5 separate regions of the Mus musculus genome follow, and regions 2, 3, 4 and 5 are each linked to region 1. Evidence: chromatin contacts called from public promoter capture Hi-C data. All regions are on one chromosome and are shown on one strand. The core of a region is the stretch at or near the end of the contact, and the rest is flanking DNA. Distances in the headings are between cores, read along the strand shown. Region 1 holds the start of Tm4sf5 (transmembrane 4 superfamily member 5). Region 2 holds the start of Asgr2 (asialoglycoprotein receptor 2). Region 3 holds the start of Clec10a (C-type lectin domain family 10, member A). Region 4 holds the start of Dhx33 (DEAH (Asp-Glu-Ala-His) box polypeptide 33). Region 5 has its middle 23 kb from the start of Scimp.

The links. Promoter capture Hi-C pulls out the DNA fragments that hold promoters and counts their contacts. Capture Hi-C pulls out chosen DNA fragments and counts their contacts.
Region 2: a contact with region 1 is called in a promoter capture Hi-C map of liver. The contact joins the promoter of Asgr2 here to the promoter of Tm4sf5 in region 1. A contact is called at or near these places in 2 of 39 promoter capture datasets (cranial neural crest and maxillary cranial neural crest) and 3 of 9 other capture datasets (adipose tissue, liver and pancreatic islet).
Region 3: a promoter capture Hi-C map of neural stem cells shows a contact between it and region 1. The contact joins the promoter of Clec10a here to the promoter of Tm4sf5 in region 1. A contact is called at or near these places in 2 of 39 promoter capture datasets (hippocampal neurons and neural stem cells).
Region 4: a promoter capture Hi-C map of adipose tissue shows a contact between it and region 1. The contact joins the promoter of Dhx33 here to the promoter of Tm4sf5 in region 1. A contact is called at or near these places in 3 of 39 promoter capture datasets (the C10 cell line, liver and pre-B cells) and 2 of 9 other capture datasets (adipose tissue and pancreatic islet).
Region 5: a contact with region 1 is called in a promoter capture Hi-C map of macrophages, with 5 read pairs. The contact joins the enhancer-like site here to the promoter of Tm4sf5 in region 1. A contact is called at or near these places in 11 of 39 promoter capture datasets (the C10 cell line, cranial neural crest, embryonic stem cells and 8 more), 1 of 15 datasets of contacts at CTCF or cohesin (large pre-B cells), 2 of 115 datasets of contacts at active chromatin or transcription factors (memory CD8 T cells and regulatory T cells) and 3 of 9 other capture datasets (adipose tissue, embryonic stem cells and liver).

The regions. Positions count from the first base shown.
Region 1 is chr11:70,503,860-70,506,559 of GRCm38.p6, reverse strand. It overlaps Tm4sf5 (transmembrane 4 superfamily member 5), which reads right to left and starts at 1,286. Exons shown (of 5, transcript NM_029360.3): 1 at 1,056-1,286. The coding sequence starts at 1,229.
Region 2 is chr11:70,091,220-70,093,919 of GRCm38.p6, reverse strand. Asgr2 (asialoglycoprotein receptor 2) reads right to left here and starts at 1,276. Exons shown (of 9, transcript NM_007493.3): 1 at 1,130-1,276; 2 at 727-864. The coding sequence starts at 850. Gm32946 (a long non-coding RNA gene) reads right to left here. Exons shown (of 4, transcript XR_879978.1): 4 at 2,655-2,700.
Region 3 is chr11:70,165,178-70,167,938 of GRCm38.p6, reverse strand. It overlaps Clec10a (C-type lectin domain family 10, member A), which reads right to left and starts at 1,316. Exons shown (of 10, transcript NM_010796.3): 1 at 1,123-1,316; 2 at 1-122.
Region 4 is chr11:71,003,156-71,005,894 of GRCm38.p6, reverse strand. It overlaps Dhx33 (DEAH (Asp-Glu-Ala-His) box polypeptide 33), which reads left to right and starts at 1,463. Exons shown (of 12, transcript NM_178367.4): 1 at 1,463-1,778. The coding sequence starts at 1,517.
Region 5 is chr11:70,788,118-70,790,817 of GRCm38.p6, reverse strand. No RefSeq gene overlaps it. Among named protein-coding and RNA genes, the nearest start is that of Scimp, 23 kb to the left of the region's middle. Within about 2 kb of position 1,332, at least 82 of the 459 cell types and tissues checked have an H3K27ac peak or open chromatin away from gene starts, as enhancers often do. A contact at or near this core is called in hematopoietic stem and progenitor cells, macrophages, memory CD8 T cells and 1 more, where this site is marked.

The sequences.
Region 1 (2,700 bases), core at 37-2,536:
GCAAGTTGTGCTAAAGGTGGGAAACCGTGCTAGGTCGATCTCTGTCTTTATCCCATGCTACACTGGGTTAACCAGTCAAAAGTTCCCCCAAATGGTCAGGCATGTATGTGAAAGGTTCAGGCAGGAAGACTTCAAGTTCAGACTGGGTTATAAAATGATTCCCCGCTGGCTTGATATACTATCAGGATGTTGTTTCTAAATAAACAAACAAAAAGTAAAAAAATGAAAAAGAAAGTTCTCTAAATGGAAGAGAGTTGGAAGATGGGGAAAATCTAGATAGAATATTTGTGGTTTTCTTTTCCTCACTTTTTTTTTTTTTCTTTTTCAAGTAAGGGTTTTTCTGTGTAGCCCTGAAACTTCCTCAGTAGACCAGGCTAGCCTCGGAGATTCAATTGCCTCTGTTTCTGGATTGCTGGGACCAAGGGCGTGCACTATCACACCTGGCTCTTCTCTCCCTAGTCTGCAGGAAGACTGGGACATTTACTCTAAAATACCGACAACCTGGGTCCAGAATTGTATTCTGAGCACTTAACTTAGTACAGACTGGGGATCCTAGCAGACAGGCTGAGAAGGAACAGCTATGGAAGAGAGGGAAAGCAAGCATGGAGTTGGCTGGTGGAGTGTCTAATCTGAGATATCAACCTGGGCTGCAGAGGTTGCTCTGGGCACCCACCCTTGCCCGTTATGACACTGCCCTGAAACTTCCCACACAACTAGCCTTTATCCTCATAATGAGGTGTTTTTTTGTTTTTTGTTTTTTGCATATGTTCAGTAGTAGAGGCAAGGAGAGGCACAGAGAACTTACTCCCACCTAGTAGAGAAGTCCTTCCTTTCCCACATTCCTCAGACACTCAACTCAGGACCCTATGGCTCCTCCAGGACCCTCTACAGAATGGTCACTATATGTGAGCTGATGGACAGACCCCTAATCCCCATCAGACCCTTGCCATTTCATCCAGAGCCAAACGAGTCCTTTCCCCTCTTTTCTTCTCGGTTCCATCCCTGGTCCCTTAGCTCGGTACCCAGGTCCCTGGCTAGCGCTCCAGCATTCTCACCATCAGGCCCCCTCCAATGAAGCCACCCATGAGCCAAACTTGCAAGCTGAGGTTGCCGTCCGTCCAGGTGGTCTTCCCATCAGGTACCAGCAGGAGGGCGTTGGCCACGATGCAGACCAGGGAGAGAGGGATGAGGGAGAGCCCCAGGCAGCGCGCACACTTTCCAGTACACATGTCTGAGGCTTCCAAACAGGCAGGAGCGGAGTGAACGTGAGCAGGGAAGGAAGTGCCAGGCTCCGGAGTTAAACAGGTGGGAGGCTTGGAGCAAAGGTCTGAGGAGAGGAGTGGCTGGTAGACTCGCAATGATAAGAGAGAGGCCCTGAGGAAGTGGAGGGGCTGCAGCTGGAGAGGTGAAGAGAGGGGTGTGGCAGTAGGCGCTGCGGGAGCTGATTGTACAAGGGAAGGTGACTGGGGTCAGCGTCTTCCTCCTTGGTCTGTGTACACCTTTGTACAGCCCCTCCTTGTCTACTTGAAGACTCAACTGAACCCATCACCCCTGGAAGTCTCAGTTGTTACCATCTGTGGAAAAGGTTGGCTGAAGCCACTTGCCCAGAGAGCTGTTGTAAGGATTCGATGGGTTAGAAAGCCTTGTCAATGAGGAAGTGTGGGACAGATGTACGGTGGCCCCATGATTTCTGTCCCACAGGGAGAGGTCTTTTTCTGTAAAGAAAGTAAAAAGACTACAGTGGAGTCAGGCAGGGCTCACCCCAGTAACTGAGCTATTCAGAAAAAGTGTGTTTGAGATCCACCTGGGTGTACTAGATGGTTTTGTGTGTTACATTGACACAAGTTAGAGACATCACAGAGAAAGGAGTTGAGAAAAGACCTCCATGAGATCCATTGTCTCAATTAGTGATCGTGGGGCAGGGCCCAGCTGTTGGTGGGTTGTGCCGCCTCTGGGCTGATGATCCCAGGTTCTATTTAAAAAAAAAAAAAAAAAAGCAGTGGGCAGTGGTGGCTCAGGCCTTTAATCCCAGCACTTGGAATGCAGAGGCAGGCGGATTTCTGAGTTTGAGGCCAGCCTGGTCTACAGAGTGAGTTCCAGGACATCTAGGGCTACACAGAGAAACCCTGTCTCGAAAAGCAGGCTGAGCAAGCCATGAGAAGCAAGCCAGTAAGCATCCCTGTGGCCTGTGTATAAGCTTCTGCTTCCAGGTTCCAGCCCTGCTTGAGTTTCAGTCCTGATTCCCCCAATGGTGGACTATGATCTGGAAGTGTAAGTTGAACAAACCCTTTTCTCCATGTTGAGGCCTGCTCCTTTTAACATAACTGCAGCCATTTTGTATTCAGTCTCCATTTTGCCTTTTTTTTTGTTTTTTTGTTTTTTTGTTTTTTTTTTTTCGAGACAGGGTTCTCTGTATAGCCCCGGCTGTCCTGGAACTCACTTTGTAGACCAGCCTGGCCTTGAACTCAGAGATTCACCTGCCTCTGCCTCCTGAGTGCTGGGATTAAAGGTATGTGCCACCACTGCCCAGCTCTTAAATTTTGTTTCTGCGCGCCCTTTTCTGTTTCTCAGAGTGGACTCTGTCTCTGGTGATACAGTGATGGCTATATGAGCCAAGATGGTCCCATTTTCTTTCTATTTAATTTCAGTTTTATGTGTGTGAGTATTTTGCCCACATGCATATCTGTGAAGCACTTGTGT
Region 2 (2,700 bases), core at 27-2,526, 410 kb after region 1:
TCTGTGGCTCTGCATTCATCCTAGATACAGACATGTACATACATGCACGCACATGCACACATGTACACGCATATATACACATGCACAGTGCAGTCTCGGGGGAGGCTCATCCTCTCAGATACCCCCTCACTTCTAAGCATACACACTTTTCTTGGGACCCTGCACTCAGAGGTATCAGCAGCTCACATGTAGGTCACTGTGTTGGCTAGTTTTATGTCAACTTGACACAAGCTAGTGTCATCAGAGAGGAGGAGGCCTCAAGTTAGGAAATGCCTCCATAGTATTTGGCTGTAACCAAGCCTGTAGGGCATTTTCTTATGAGGTGATTAGTGGGGAAAGGCCCAGCCCATTGTGGGTGGTGCTCTCTCTGGGCTAGTGGTCCTGGGTTCTATAATAAAACAGGCTGAGCCAGCTATGAGGAGCAAGCCAGTAAGCAGCACCCCTCCATAACCTCTGTATCAGCTCCTGCCCCCAGGATCCTGCCCTGTGTGAGTTCCTGTCCTGGATCCCTTTGATGATGAACTTCGATGATGACGAAGCATAAGGCAAATAAGCCCTTTCCTCTTCAAGTCACTTTGCTCATCGCAGCAGTAATAACCCTGAGTAGGACAGACTCGGGAGCACACTGGTCACTGAGTCAGGATGAGAGAGTCCTCACAGAAAAAGAGAGAGGAACTGGCAGCTGAGGCAAGGATCCCAGAGAGGCCCCAGAAACTGGACACTTGCCTTTCCAGTGTGGATTTTCTATCCTAGGATCCTGCACATGAGAGCCATGTTCATCATCGCCACTGAGCTGATGGTCATTCTCCTCAGAGTCCAGCTGCTGGATGTCTTGACAGTCCTTCTCCATGATGGCCCTAAGGGCTGGAGACAGATCTGAGACTGAGCTGAGATTTCCTTAGAGATGGAACTTGGGTTTGTGCTAAGACTGGAATCCCTGTGGAAGGACCGAGGGGACGTGGGTAGCTGACAGGGAAAGACTTGAAATACTGCAGGCTCCTTCCTTCCCAAGAGGTGACCTGGCTCTGCAGCCTTCCTTCCATATTCTCATGGACCAGACTATATGCTCTCATCCCTCCACCCAGAGTCCCTGAACCCAGTACCACCTGCCTCCCACTACCTCAGTTACCTGTTAAAGGTATAGAGAGCTGACTCTGGCTTTCGGAGACAGCCTGAGCCCAAAGAGAAAGAGGGGCTAAACCTGGGAGACGGGACAGGTGGTGCTAGTGGAGCTAGGTGAGAGGGAGGAGGGGCCAATCTAGGCAAGAGCTGGGTCCCTGTGCCTGAATGTCCATCTAACCAGTCACCTCCTGCCCCTGGGACTTTGGACAGTAAATAGAAACAGAAACGCAGTTGGAACTCAGGCAGTGAGCAGTGGGGGTGGGGGACATGTTTCTGTTCTCATAACCAGAGAAGGGAGACAGGAGGTCTCCTTGTATGTGCGGTATCCTTGTATGTACACACGTGCACATGTGCACACATGCGCGCGCACACACACACACACAAACACACATCATCTCTCCCTTCATTGCACAATGTCAGAAGGGGAGCAGGGGTGCAGGTGTGGAGGGGCCAGGATCCAGTCTGCTGTTTCCTCTCTATCCCTCCCTCCCTCCCCTGTTTCAGTTCCTGCCTCTTTTATTTTCCAGAACTGTTGATTTCTTCAAATATCTCTGACCAGGAGTAGAGTGACCTAGAGATCAGTTCCCTGTTCTTGCCCAATCTGAGCCTGTGACCCTGGCAACCAGCCACAGCCACAGCTTCCTATACGCTCAGCACCAGGCTCCCGCACTCCAGCGCACTCCAGCCCCACTCAGTCACACTCCTTCAGTCCTCCCCCAGACCCTCCTCATCCCCCAACCCACACACACACCGCTTTATGTTCTCTCCAAAGAAAGAAAGACTATCAAAACAAACAAGCCAAAGACCAATAAGACCAAAAAAAAAAAAAACCCATAAAAACAACAACAATAACAAACACCACAATGACGTTTCTTTTGAGTTGACAAATTACTCCTGGTCCTGGAGTATGGTGGGTATACCCCATGATGCTCCATTGTAGAAAACTGATTTTCTTTTGCCAATGGATTTGAACCACAAATAGTTTCTTGGTTAGGACTGGGACCCATAGTCCACTCCCTCCTTTTAATGGGGAGGGGTCTGATGAAGAGATCCCACTTAGGACCAAGGGAGCACTCCAAGCCTGTCACTCTCTGAACATTGCTCAGCTGTGGCTCTCTACCTCCACACTTCAGTGCAGAAGTTCTTCAAAATATGGAAGTCATAACCCCAGCACCACACTCAGTCCAGGGACACAAACACCCCTCTTCATGCCCTGCGAGTGCTACACAGGATCTACAAAGGCTGGGAAGATGACTCGGTGGGTAAAGGGCTCTTTCACAAGCATGAGGTCTTGCGTTTGTAACCCAGCTCCTGTATATGAACCAGGCACAGCAGCACACACCTATATTGCCAGCACACTGCAGAAGGGACAGAGAAGGGCAGATCCGTGGGACCAGTGTGGCCAAACAATAAACTGGGTTCAGAGAGACTCTGCCAAAAAAAAAAAAAAAAAAAGGAAGGAAGGAAGGAAGGAAGAAAGAAAGAAAGAAAGAAAGAAAGAAAGAAAGAAAGAAAGAAAGAAAAAGAAAGTAGAGAGTAATAGAGAAAAATACTAAAAATCAACCTCCTGCCTCCACA
Region 3 (2,761 bases), core at 67-2,566, 340 kb after region 1:
CACTTGAACAAACACGAGGCCTCTGGGGCTGTCTGGACGGAAACCAAGACACCAGGATCCAGACAGATACGGATCTGGGACCAAGGAGAGTGCTAGAAGCTTTAATGAGGTAAAGCCTGGAACTGAAGTCGGATATGCCATGTTAGAGCAAGAATGAGGCAGCCTGGAGAGGGCTGGGCAGACGGCTCAGTGGTGAAGAGCATTTGTTGTTCTTTCAGAGAACCTGGGTTCAGTTTCCAGGATCGACCTGGCAGCTCATAACCATTCATTATAGCTCACTCTATTTCCAGGAGATCCAATAACCGCTTCTTACCTCTGTGGACAACAGGCACACAGGAGCACACATGTACACACAGGCAAAACTCTCACACACATTAAATAAATAAATGATTAAAATTGAAAAATGAAAGAGGTATATATTTAGCTTGGTGGTAGAGCACTGCCTACAAGGACAAGGACCTGGGTTCAGTCCTCAGCTTTTTTTTGGGGGGGGGGTGGGGGGGAGAGAAAGGAAGGAAGGAGGAAAGGGAAAAAGAAGGAAGGAAGACAGAGGAAATGAAAAAAGCAAATTAAAAACTTTTTTTGAAGGGAGCTAGCTTACAATTGAATTAGAAATGGGGCCAGGATTGGACGTAGTACAGTTCAGTTGAGTTTATAATTTGGAGGTAATATCAAAAGCTGAACTTATTGCTATTGTTAGGTCTGCTATGGGTCAGGTCTTGAGGCTGCGCCCTTCCTGGGATTTACACCTACACTCAGGAGCCAGGGGAGGACCTGGACCCGAGCTTGCAGTGAATCTGGAAGCAGAATAGGGTTCAATTTGATTTTCAATCAGGGCTGATTCAAACGCCCAAACTGGATTTGGGGCTAACACTGAGATTAGAGTAGGGCTAGACTGAGAGGAAGGTTGGCTGCAGTGGATCCCCAACTGGGGCTGCATCTGGGTCTTTGTCTCCCTTGGAATCGAGGCACCCATAATCCAATCAAGGGAAATTAAATCCCACACTCTCCTCTTGTATCTCTTTCCACTTAGGTCATCCAAGCCCAACGTCCTCCCTCTCTGTGAAGCGTCTTGCACGTTCCCTGCCCCACTGGTCTCCCTGGCAACCCTGGCCCAGTTACCAGTGTGAAGTCTTGGCTTCCCTGTGCAGCAGTGACCAGAGGCAGGAACTCAGTCAGAGTTGAGAACTATATCCCGGAGGGTTGGTGTGGGAGGGACAAGCAGAAGCCACAAGCACACAAGACAGAGTCTTGCTGGGTTTTGTGCCCAGTGGTCTGTATTTTGGGACATCCGATTTCAAGTCTTAACCATAAATAATACTGAGCAGATGGTGATTGGTGCACGTGACAAGGCTATGGGGTGGAGTTGGGTTTGGGACTAACTCTGCACTTGTCCTCAAGGGTGTGCCTTCTTCCATTCCTCTTTCTGGGAGCTCTTGTGACTTCCTCATTTTAAGAGTGTTGGGGTGAGGGATTGACCAAAAAGAACAGCTTGCAGTTTTATCTTATGCCCCGCATCTTCATTTACTTCCTGCCTATATATTTCCAAGAATCATCCATATCTCATCATTAACTCTCAAGCACATTCCTAGCACGAGTCCTCATCATCTGACTACGACCAACCAATTAGCTATCGAGGCCTCCTTCACTCTGTTTCAGATGGGCATCATGAGTTGGCAAGTCAAGAGCCTGGGCCCCAGCTCAAGTCCTGAACTGCAGGTTGTTGTTTCTGAGTTCTAGGGGGCTGACTTAGGCCTTGGGGTGCTCAGATTGGAGGGGATTGTTGCTCTGGGATTTGATTGCTAATGCCTGGCACCCACCTGCTTCTGTAATCCTGAGCTCCTAGAAGCACCTGCAGGGGTGAGTGCCGGCTACTGTCACCGATCTCAAGGCTCAGGTGTGGAGACCCTTGGCCCGTGGGGCTTAGCAGCTCCGTGTAACTCTTGCCACGACCATGGCTTGCACGCAGGCCCCTACCTTGGTATTTCGCAGCCTTTCCTGCAATGAGGTTTCCTTTTGTGACCTACACCATCTCTGCCTCCTGCCTCCCTTACCTGGCCACTCTTTGGAATCTCTTAGCTGTCCTCTCTTGCCCCTGCTGTGGCACTGTCTACCCCTCACATCACCAGTGCAGCCTGCCTGACTGTCAGTGAATATCAAGAGCAATCAAGGAGAAGGGCATTGGGTGAAAACTTTAACTGGGCCTACGTTTGCAACATCAGGGGATTCCCACTAGGGTTTCTTCTCGATAACCAGAAGAATGAACCAGAAAGCAGGCATAGCAAAGGTAGTTTTGCCAATCACATGTTCCTTATTGCCAACAGCAGGCTGGATTTGCACCAATCACATGCTGTCTTCTGAGCCACCTGTGGACATGTTCTCCCGCTGATAGGGTGAAATGGCTACAAGGGTTCACTAGGGCTTAAGATGACAAGAAATGTGGCACAAGCTCTTTGAGTCTTGCTTGCCTCCGTTAACTGGAGTTAATAAACAGCTCTGGTCACTATGTGGCTTCTGCTCGTCCTCCCCTCAAGGTAGCCTGAGTACCAGAGAGGTTCATACCTGTCACTATCACTTCAGTAGTTAAGTTGCCATAGCCCTCAACACCTCAGCTCTCTGAAAGATAATCATTCCAAAAGATTGCTACAATGAAAGCCAGTCGCTAACATGAAGCCCTTCCCTAAGTTAACAATTCAGTTCCTACAAGTAACGTAGGTGAGTGGTGTTTGGGTAATGCATCAGGGATTAGAGCATTTTGTGA
Region 4 (2,739 bases), core at 214-2,713, 500 kb before region 1:
AAATTTCCTGGTAAACCTGCGTGTAGTAAAGTTTCACGGGGGACCCAGATATTCTTTAAAAGGCTTTAAAGCATCTCAACAGGACCAAAGCCACAGGCCATACCGGATTCCACAACAGACAGATTCACATCTGGGTTTTTTTTTTTTTTTTTTTTTACAAAACAAACAAAAAAAAAACAGGTCTGCATACCAAATTTGATGGATAGCCTTCACATGAGTTGAGAATTATAGAACGCCACATTCTGTATAAGAAACACAATCCGGGGGCTGGTGAGATGGCTCAGTGGGTAAGAGCACCCGACTGCTCTTCCAAAGGTTGGAAGTTCAAATCCCAGCAACCACATGGTGGCTCACAACCATCCAACCAATAAGATCTGACTCCCTCTTCTGGAGTGTCTGAGGACAGCTACAGTGTACTTACATATAATAAATAAATAAATAAATCTTTAAAAAAAAAAAAAAAAGAAACACAATCGGGGACAGCGAGGGCACTGAGAACCCTACGGGTTCCAAACACATGGAGGCTCAACTGGCTGTAACTCCAATTCCAGGGAATCCAACACCCTCTTCTGACCTCCATGTGAGCATTGCAAGCAAGTAGTGCAGGAACATACTCCCAAACAAAACGCCCACACCCTCCAAAGATGAAAAAGCAAAGGTAACCACCCATTCACTCTGTGCCTGTCTTTCTGTGTTGAATTAGCAAAGCATCTAAGAGCTTGTAATTGAACAGGAAGGAAGAACTGGTTATGTACAAGTTTTCTGCAGGAGTAGTGAATACTCGCACTGATTAAGGTGTATACAATAGGGCTGAAAAGCTGTGTAAAGATTGAAAATCTAGTAGGAATGACTGGGAGGTGAGTTAAGGCAATTTTAGTTCCACTCATTTTCTTTTTTATTTCTGCTTGTATTTTTTGAGCCTATCACTTTGTGGGGAAATTACATGATATCAGAATCATAGAATTCACCTTTCCGTAACTGAAGATACTCACTAGTAGCATTTTCAAAATTCTTTGCAGCATCCGAAATGACTTTAGTCTCAGAAAATTTCACTTTCTACATTTATAAATCGGAGCTACCAGTGGGTACCTTAAAACGTACATTGTTTAGAAGAGTAAATGTTTGTGTTCCTCGTTAGATTTACAGAAATAAGTAATTGCCTTAAAACGTGACTATTGTTGGAGCCCGAGATGGGACAGTCATTTTTATTGGATAGAAATGAGAGTTTAGGACAACGTCATTACGCAACAAGACCCTAGGGAACCACACAGCTATCGTCCCCTGTTGTTACTCGGGCCGTTTTTTCGGTCGCACCTCCGACCTTGCTCTCACAGGATGTAAATGCACAGCGCATGCTGGGAATTGCAGTTCCTTTCCTCAAGGCAGGAGGCGGCTGTGAGGTCATCGGTGGTCGCCCAGCACGCCTGCACGTGGCGAGAAAGGGGCGGTGCGCGCTTGCTGTCCCCAGCCGAGCGGAACTGTCTGCGTCCCTGCCTCCGGCCGCGGTCCTCCCGACATGCCGGAGGAGGCGAGCCTCCCGCCCGCTAAGAGATTCCGGCCGGGCTCCTGCCCTCCCGGGAGACGAGTAGTGATGCTGTTGACGGCTGGCGGCGGCGGCGGAGCTGGAGGAGGCCGGAGGCAGACGCCGCCGCTGGCCCAGCCTTCGGCCAGTCCCTACCGCGAGGCCCTGGAGCTGCAGCGCCGGAGTCTGCCCATCTTCCGGGCGCGGGGGCAGCTATTGGCTCAGCTCCGAAACCTGGACAACGCGGTCCTCATCGGTGAGTGGCGGCTTTGGTGGATCTTCCTTGCTCTAGATCCCTGGCTCTGTGCACGAGGGCGGGGTTTCTTAGGGGCTTCTCACTTTCTTTGCGTTGGTTTCTTCCACAAACTTGAAAGGGTTTCAGTGCCCGGTGTGGACAGGGACCTCTGGAAAGAGGCGGACAGAGTTACCCTGCCGGCGCTGACCGCGCTCTGTGAGTTTGAGGATATTCGCCTTCCGTGACGAGGCGTGGGGAGCATATCGGAGGCTCTCAGAGAGCTTTGCAGGATGGGCCTCACCAAGGCTTTTGAGGAGGCAGCTGCGGAGCGGGTCCCTGGGGACCGGCATTCTAAGCGAGGACGGAGAGACTGGCGCCAGAAAGAATTCAGTTGGCGAGAACCAATTTCTTGTGTACGAGAAGAACTTGGCAGTGTTCGAAGGCAGGGACTGACTTCTAGTGGCTTTGCTACAGTATTGACGATAGAGGAGTTCCCGAAGGAATGTCATAAGCGAGAAAGAGACTGGAGTACTGGCAGTCAGTGGAATAGAGTGCTAAGGAGGGAAGTTCCATAACAATATGTAGACATGGTGGGGCGTGGGAGTGCACGTTGGATATGTAGTATTGATTGCAACTCCCACTAAGAATTTTTTCAAAATAACTTTAAGAACAGATCTGGCGTTGGACTGAGGAGTAATTAGGAGGTGAAAGAATGAAGGCAGTGGAAACAGGTTTCTGCTTTGGCCAACCAAGGGAAGCTGAGGCACTTGTAAATAGTCACAGATTTTGGCGAACTGAGCAGAGAGGACACTGAAGATAGATAGAACTAATGGATCAAAGTTTAGGAAATTTCAGAGATGGGGGCGCAGTGCCGGGCATCAGGAGTTATGGAGAGCCCACCTGGCACAGGAGAAAGGCTGTCTCTTTTGAAGTCACATTTGAGAAGATCCAAGAGTTCTGAGGAAAACAAAAGTTCCAGAGC
Region 5 (2,700 bases), core at 83-2,582, 280 kb before region 1:
TCATAGTCTTGGTGTTTGATTGTGTGGAGCCTCCCAGCTCTCAATCCCTATGTAGGCCACACCTTAAGGATGCCTGTCTCCCTTCTCTCAGGCCCCACCCACCCCTGAACCTCCTAGAAGCCATGACTTGTCTTTATAGCTGAGGGCTCTTGTGATGCGCAGACACTTTGAGTCTGTAAGGTGAGAAAGTGACGCTGCCCCACCCACTCACACCTCAACCCCCAGGATATTTATAGAATGTGGACCAAACCCATCAAAGAGTCAAGTTCTGACACAAGTTTATTTCCTGTGTTTTCAGACACCATTTCTAATGATCAACAGAGGACTCAAGTGGCCTTCTGACTTCTGCCCCCAGCTAGCTTTTCTTTGGCAGTGGGTATGTTGGCTGTGCCAGGAAGAGTAGATTGCCCCAGGAAGTGTCCAGCCAGCACCCTCCAGCAGGGTACTCAAGACGAGAGTTCAGAGCTTAATGCCCCTTCTGTAGCTTTCACTATCACATCTTTAGTGGTCATTCCTTACTTTTCCATCCTATCTTTCCTGGGGTGCTGTTGTTTCCTCTTTCCCTCTCAGCATTGCTGAGTGATGTTGCCAATACCACAGGGCTCAGCATCCCCTTTACCCTAGCAACTTCCCAACCACAGGCTCCAGTTCAACCCCTCTTTTCCAGTTCCAGGTTGCAGAGCCCGCAGGACACCTCCATCTGATTATCCCACGGGATCCTCAAATTCAACATATTCCATGGATAACTGATGACACATCCCCACCCCTGACTTCTCGTGCTAGATTACTTCCTCCCTTGCTAAGGGCAGAAGTTAGGTCCTTTCTTGCATCCTTTATTGCCAGTGTCCCCACCTCCTGTTGACTGTGCCTCAGTCAGATCAGCTCTGTCTCCATCACTCTGAGGTCAGTCAGCCCATGGCCAGCACTTCCCAAAGAGAACTTTAAGAACCTCTAACCAGTGTCCTGCCTCTGGTATTTCAGACTCCAAAACACTGATTGGCAGCTGGTGATTTTTGAAAGTGAGCAACCGAATACTTCTTCCCATTGCTAAAAGCTCATCTTTACCTATTAGCCTCAGACAGAGGCCAAACTCTTAAATATGGCTTACAAGATTTGTCAGGATTTTATTACTGGCTAACTTTTCACACACTACCTCCTCCTGGCAACCTCCATGTTCCCCAGTGTTTTTCCTCTACTTGTAAGTACCTTTGCTGTGGTCTCTCTTGTCCCTGCTATACGCAATATTCCTCCCCTCCTTTGCATCTTAGGCACTGTGCTTTCCTCACCGGCCCGATGTGGTGGTGGCCTTTGTAGGTGCTTCCCCTTCATAACTCTTATATCCGGAACGATCTGCTCATGTGACTTTCATTTCCAGTTGAACAAAGGCAACACCAGTGCAGAGACAGGCCTTCTCTTCTTCCTTGTTTTCCCTGTTCCTAGCATGCTGAGGATGGTCAGTAAGTATGCTCAATGATCGAATGAATGAATGGATGAATGAATGAATGAATTCCAGGCCCTAAACTTTCTGTTCTCCCTATACTGGGAGGCCCATGTGTTGATATGTGTTGTCCAGCTAGTGGTTCTATTTTGGGAGGGCCTAGAAACATTAAAAGGTGAGGTCTAACAGGAGGAAGTCGGTAGCCAGGGTGTGTCAAGGGCTGTGTCCTGCCCTGGGGGTTCTCTTGTCTGTTTCTCTCTTTCCTTCTGCTTCCTAGCTACCCTGTGCTGAAGAAACTTCTCCTATGCACTCAGACGGCCTCCGTGTTCTGCCTCACAACGGGCCCAGAAACACAAGCCAGGTAGCCATGAACTGAACTCACTGGAACCACAAGCTGAGATAGACCCTTTCTCAAGCTGTTCTCTCAAATGAGTCCGGGTTGCAGCCATGTGAATATGAGGCTCCTTAAGGGAGAGCTTCTATTTTCCCAGTGTCCATAATAAGCCCCCGCACACAGAAGGCACTTAATAAATATATTTTTGAATGCCAAACACACAGGGAAATATAACAACCAGTTTATTTGCCAGCAAAAAAGTAGAATAAAAGTTTTTGGACATTTATAAATTTGTTGTGAGTTGAGCTAGGCTCATGTACTAAGACTGTGCTTTCTACTGCCAATCTGTGTGACAACATTAACCATATCAAGACGTCATAGGACCTTAGTGTATATTCTAGTCACACAGCAGAGCCCAAGCCAAGTGACCAGCTACATAGTCACTGATTTAAAAGAGTCCAGAAATAAGAAGGTAGGGCCCATCCTGAGCTCACTCCCTGGATAACTATGGTAACCACAATAGTGCTGACATATCATTTTGAAACAGATCATGGATGGCTGCCTCAACAGTTTTGAAAACTCATGCCTCAAATCACAGAACCATAGTTTTCTCCTTTTTAAAAATTATATCTATTTTGTATGTATGGATGTTTTGCCTGCATGCATACCATATGTGTGCAGTGTCTTCAGAAGACAGCGTTAGGTCCCCTGGGACTGGAGCTACAGACAGCTGTGGACCTCCATGTGGCTGGTGGGGATTGAACTCGGAACCTCTGGAAGTCAGTGCTCATAACTGCTGAGTCATCTCTCCAGTACCTCCATGGTGCGCCCTTGGTAATAGTTGCAGTCTGGTCTTCTTTATGAAACAAACAAAATTAAGGGACTGGGGAGATGGCTCCATGGTTAAGAGTTCTTCCTATTCTTCTAT